2 separate regions of the Pogona vitticeps genome follow, and region 2 is linked to region 1. The links are chromatin contacts, called in public Hi-C maps. All regions are on one chromosome and are shown on one strand. Each heading gives the region's core, a stretch centred on a gene start, on an enhancer-like site or on the middle of the called end of the contact. The rest is flanking DNA. Distances are from core to core; before and after follow the strand shown. Region 1 holds the start of CMAS (cytidine monophosphate N-acetylneuraminic acid synthetase). Region 2 holds the start of DNAI7 (dynein axonemal intermediate chain 7).

Region 1 (2,700 bases), core at 81-2,580:
GATCACTGCAGATGGTGACAGCAGCCATGAAATCAAAAAGATGCCTTCTTGGGAGGAAAGTGATGACAAACCTCGACAGCATCTTGAAAAGCAGAGACAGCACCTTACCAACAAAGATCCGCATAGAAGGCTGACCGCTGAAGAATTGATGCTTTTGAATTGTGGTGCTGGAGGAGACTCTTGAGAGTCCCCTGGACTGCAAGGAGAACATTTTGGAGGAAATCAACCCTGAGTGCCCACTGGAAGGACAGATCCTGAAGCTGAGGCTCCAATATTTTGGCCATCTCATGAGAAGAGAAGACTCCTTGGAAAAGACCCTGATGTTGGGGAAGTGTGAAGGCAAGAGGAGAAGGGGACGACAGAGGACGAGATGGTTGGAGAGTGTCATCGAAGCAACCAACATGAATTTGACCCAACTCTGGGAGGCAGTGGAAGACAGGAGGTCCTGGCGTGCTCTGGTCCATGGGGTCACGAAGAGTTGGACGCGACTTAACAACTAAACACCAAAAATAAATATGTGCCATGTATTACCTCCTGCACTTATCTTTGACGAAGTGGGCTTGTCTACAAAAGCTCACATTAAAAAATATAAAAGTTATTCTTGAAGGTGCCACGTTTTCTTTTTGTCTTTTTACTTTTTTTCCTTTCACCTATAATGCTTGCAGATTAACACAGCTAAACCATGTGATTTTAATCCAAACTGTAGCACTTTTTCTAAAAAACCATAAACTACCCTGCAAAGTTCAGGCATTTCCTCTGCAGTGACCAGCCTGGTGAAAACTCATGCAAAGTCAAAAGCTAGTTTAGATTCGTGTATGACCATCCAGACGTTAACGGACTGGACCTCCCTGACATCCCCTCCCTATAAGCTAGGCCGACTGGGACTCATGGGAGTTGTAATCCGAGTACTGGAGGGCAGTATTTTACCCTTCCTTAGAAGAAAGACTCAGAGCCTTAAAACACAGGCACACCTATACGCCCCGGAAGTTCAGACTGCAAACAAAAGAACGATTCCCCCTTTGAAAAAAGGGGCGGGGTCGGGAGACCGAGACTCGCGCATGCGCACACCTCTGGAAGACGCCAGAATCCACGGCTGCCCTCAGCACCCAGCCAATGAGCGGGACCCCAGCCAGGAGCTTAATGTTCTTCAGCGGGATTCCTTTGCTGCCCCCGCGGGCCAGAATCAGCGCCGCCATGTGGGGAGGCGTCCGCTCGGCGTCTCCCGAGAGCCCGCAAGAGGCCCTCGGAGAAGCGCCAGCAGCAGGTCCGGCGGCAGCCATTGTCCTCTGAGAGAAAAATTCCCGCCCTGCCACGTCTAGGCCTGACGCCGTCACGCGGCGGCGGCGGCGGCCGAACTGACGTACTCGCAAAGCATGCTGGGAGGTGTAGTTTTTTTAAGGGCCGAATGGAGGGCGCCTCCCTTGCAAGGCTTCCTGGGATTGGTAGTTCGTGGGCGGAGAGGGCGACGTCGCGCTTGTTAGGGGTTGATGGGTAGTGTAGTTTTTTTTGTTTTGGTCTTAGGAAAGGGAAGTGGAAGAATTCTTCAGGGATTGTGGGAACTGCAGTGGGGAGGGGAAATGGGGTGTAAAAGGAGAAGCAAGGAAAAAATGAGAGGAAGGAAAGGGAAAGGAAGGGATAGCGCGGCCCTTTCTTCATTTAGTATCTGTTGGTTCTAAATGAAGATTTTAATATAATGCAGATATAAAGAATCTTTATTAGTACCAAGCAAAATGTGTCACAAGTGTGCAAGCTTCTGAGTTCTGCAGAACTCTTTGTCGGGGGTGCGGGGGACAAGAGATGGAGGAAAAGATGGTGCAGATATCACAACTATCATTTATTTGGTTTTCCTGGACTGGAGCTTGTTATATTCAGAAGCAGGTCCCTTTTTTATCCTTGGTTGACACATCCTAGACAGACAGACACACACACACACACACACACAAAGTGCATAAACAAACATAAAAGTAAGGCCACCGTTTTACATTTATCTTTCTTCTGAGGAGTACGGCTTTTATTTGTCGGATCTGAATGCTCAATCTGGCTCCAGAAGGCTGTCAAGAATATAAACAAGACTATACTTTGGAACTCCTTCCCACTGGAGACCAGGCTGGCCCCATCTTTGCTGTCCTTTCACAAGCAGGGGAAATCCTTTCTCTTCAGGCAGGCTTGAATATGAAGTGGACTCGATCTATGTAAACTCACATTAAAATATTGTCCTTAGTCTTTACGGTGGGACAAGGCTTTTGGCTTTTAAAAATTTCCCCCCTTTGGATTTGTCTAACGTGTTTATTAAAGACATTTATGCGTCTACATTTCTAGCAACGGGAGAGCCAGCGTGGTGTACTGAATAAATTGTCAGACAAGGAGATCTGGGTTCAAACCCCAGCAAAGCTATGCAAACTCACTATGGGGTTACAATGGGAAACCACTCCTTCAACACCTGAAAACCCTGTCAGTTTCAGCATGGGTTGGAAATCACTTGACAGGGACTTAATACAAGGCTGCAGGAGGAGTCAATGGGGAGTGAAGCATCAGGCTGGGAGCCGCTTGTCCTGAAGGAGACAGACAGCACATGGTTAATTTCTTGGGGCTCACTGCAATGCTGTTAAATTTTTATTCCATTTTATTCACCACCCAACCCTCACGCTGGTTCTAGAAATAACAAGGATGGCTTCTCCTGCAGTGATGATTTGTTCCAGC
Region 2 (2,700 bases), core at 178-2,677, 380 kb after region 1:
AGAAATCCTTCATAACGGTTTGATTGCTTGACACATCCAAAACACTGATTTGTTCCACTCTTGGACATTTGCAGTGGCAGCACATGAGCGCATGCAAATGCTAGACACGGAGTCCCACATATGCGGAAAGCAGCATCGTTTGATCAGAGGCTTCTCTGGGGAAATGTTTATAATTTCTGCACCTTTATCCCTGCCCAGTACCCCTAGGACATGAAGCTGGTGTATGTAGGCAAATGTAGCAGATTTAGTGAGAGAAACTGGAGAGTCTCGGGTTCAAATTCTCACTGGACAATTTGGGGCCAGTAAACACATGTGGTCAAGGTCTATCCTACCTCACAGGCTTGTTGTGAGGATAATATGGATGAGAGTACGAGACCTTCGATTCTGAGCATTCTTGGAGGAAAAGCAGGATGAAATTATGATGCTAGTCCAGACCTGGGCAAAGTGTGGCCCGAGGGCCACATACGGCCCTCGAGCCGCTCCTGTCCAGCCCGCCGGACATCAAAACCATTTATAGCTTTTTGTCTAAAGTTGATCAGTTGCTTATCTTTAACATACCGCAAAAAACCTCTTTAGTACTTGTGAAGATTAACAAGTTTAAAATAAAAACAATCATAACATCACTGTTTCATTTTAGTTTTAAGTAAAGTTGGTTCGGCCCCCGAACAGAGTTCAGATTTAATAGAAATTAATTGTCTACCCCTATGGCTAGTCCATAAAATACAGTTTGAATTTATAAACTTGGAGAGTGGGAGTGGATACGTCACTTGATCTGCCCAACTCCACTGAACATTTTGCAGCAAAATTTAATTGACTTAAAAAAACCTCAAATAAGTATATTTATCTTCACAGAATTTAAAACCTTAAAAGAAAAACTTATTTCACTGAAAGGTAAACGACACCGAATTTAAAACCCACAGTTTTGCAGGCAATAAAATGCAAGCATGCAAACTGTCTTGGGAACATAGCTTGCTAAATAAATAAATAAATAAATAAATAAATAAATAAATAAATAAATAAATAAATAAATAAATAAATAAATAAATAAATATGGAAGCAGGCAATAAAATGACGCAACCTAGCAAGAATTGCAAATGCAAATTTATGCAAATTTATAGGGGGGAGGGGAGACAGGATAGATCAGAGGCGTCTCACCATCTCGCCGCCTCCAGATAAGAGATGGACCAAAAGTTGTTTACAGCTCCCGCCCCTCGGTTTCCCCGGCAACGAGCCCCGCCCACTCGCTTCTCCCTCCGCCCCCTCGGGGTGGGTTTAAAGTCCTCCATAAAGAGGAAAGGAACAAAACTGCACATATACACTTCCGGTTCCGAAATAAACTCCTGAGAGGCCTTTGAAAGTCACCGTGAAAAGATAAAAATTTCTTTGACCTTTCTAAAAGGTCAATCGATGAACTTCTCCCGCTCCAAAAAAAAAAAAATTTCCGGACAGGCCTAACAAGGCGGGGACACGTGGAACTGAAGTTTGTGTAAATCACGTGTCTGTTGCTCTGCAGGGGGTGGTCAAATGTAATCCGGAAGTAACGCTTAGACTTTAGCCGTAGACTTCGCCCCTAGAATCAATCTAGATCATTGTTCCACGCATGCGCAGCAGCCCCCTCCCTTGCGCGAGCCTGTTACAAGTTGGGGCACAGTTCTTTTGTCTCCCACATACATTTCCGAGTTGTTTTCGACGACTTGGCTTTTTCCCTTTAGAGACGTAGAAACTGAAAACTACTTTGCAGGAGAGACAGTGGTGAAAGCCGAGACTTTCCTATGGCATTGATTTTGCAGCAGTGGGTCAGAGGAAGAAGGCTTCACTCTTGCACATGCACATCTCTTGTTGGCAGGGGGGGGGGACATGTGGACGGAGGGGGCCGTGGAGGGAGAGGGCAGTTTTTTCCCCCAGAACAACCTTCCTGCAGTGTAGTTCAACCCTCCTCTTGCACGGTCGAAAAAGAAAGCTTGGAGCTGAGCTTGAGGCAGATCGGGACCCGCTGCAACCCGAAGCCGGGATAGAGAGAGCGGCATGCAGGACGGCGCCTTAACACCAGGCGGGCTCGCGTGCACCCTAGAGGGCGCGACCCCCATGGAAATCAAGGGCATGGACTCCCCTTCGGGAAGCGAACGTTCAGTTAAGCCGGCCAGGAGCCACAGAGAGCAAGGAGAGGCCCCGAGATCTGGGTGGTGGCGGTGGTGGTGGTGGCTGGACTGCAACTCCCAGGATTCCTCGGGGCAGCTGCAGGGAATTCTGGGAGCTATAGTCTAAAAAGAGTTCTCGCCATGTCTCCAACCTGTAGAAGGGTAGTACTCTTAACTTTTGTATATCTCTAGCTGCCTTAAACTCGTGCGCAGCCGTACTAGTGGCATTGGAACCTTCTACCCTCGAATTCGGCGCAGGCGCAGTCATCACCCACCGCCCCTCTTGTCTCTGATCAGCTGGGAAGGTCGGAAGTCGTTGTCAAAAAATCATGGACGGCAAAGGTACTTCGTGCTTAACCTCTAATGTTACTCTGGCTGTAGGGACTTGGGTATGGCTGGCCGAGGGAGAGGGCGCTCCTCCACCTTGTCATCTCTTCCAGGGTTTGGGAGAAGTTCCTTTTTTTTAAAAAAACAACTACAACATCCAGAATCCCCCAGCCTGTGATGGGATTTGTAGTCCAAAAGAGGGGGGAAAAGGATTTTCTCTCTCTCTCTCTCTCTC

Evidence for each region. Hi-C and Micro-C count contacts between places; a contact is called where the count stands out from the background.
Region 2: a Hi-C map of muscle shows a contact between it and region 1, with 5 times the contacts expected there. The contact joins the promoter of DNAI7 here to the promoter of CMAS in region 1. A contact is called at or near these places in 2 of 2 Hi-C or Micro-C datasets (blood and muscle).

Annotation. Positions count from the first base shown.
Region 1 is chr5:186,735,360-186,738,059 of PviZW2.1, forward strand. It overlaps CMAS (cytidine monophosphate N-acetylneuraminic acid synthetase), which reads right to left and starts at 1,331. Exons shown (of 8, transcript XM_020815222.3): 1 at 1,069-1,331. The coding sequence starts at 1,280.
Region 2 is chr5:187,115,648-187,118,347 of PviZW2.1, forward strand. It overlaps DNAI7 (dynein axonemal intermediate chain 7), which reads right to left and starts at 1,428. Exons shown (of 15, transcript XM_020801069.3): 1 at 1,156-1,428. The coding sequence starts at 1,158. ETFRF1 (electron transfer flavoprotein regulatory factor 1) reads left to right here and starts at 2,323. Exons shown (of 3, transcript XM_020801023.3): 1 at 2,323-2,480.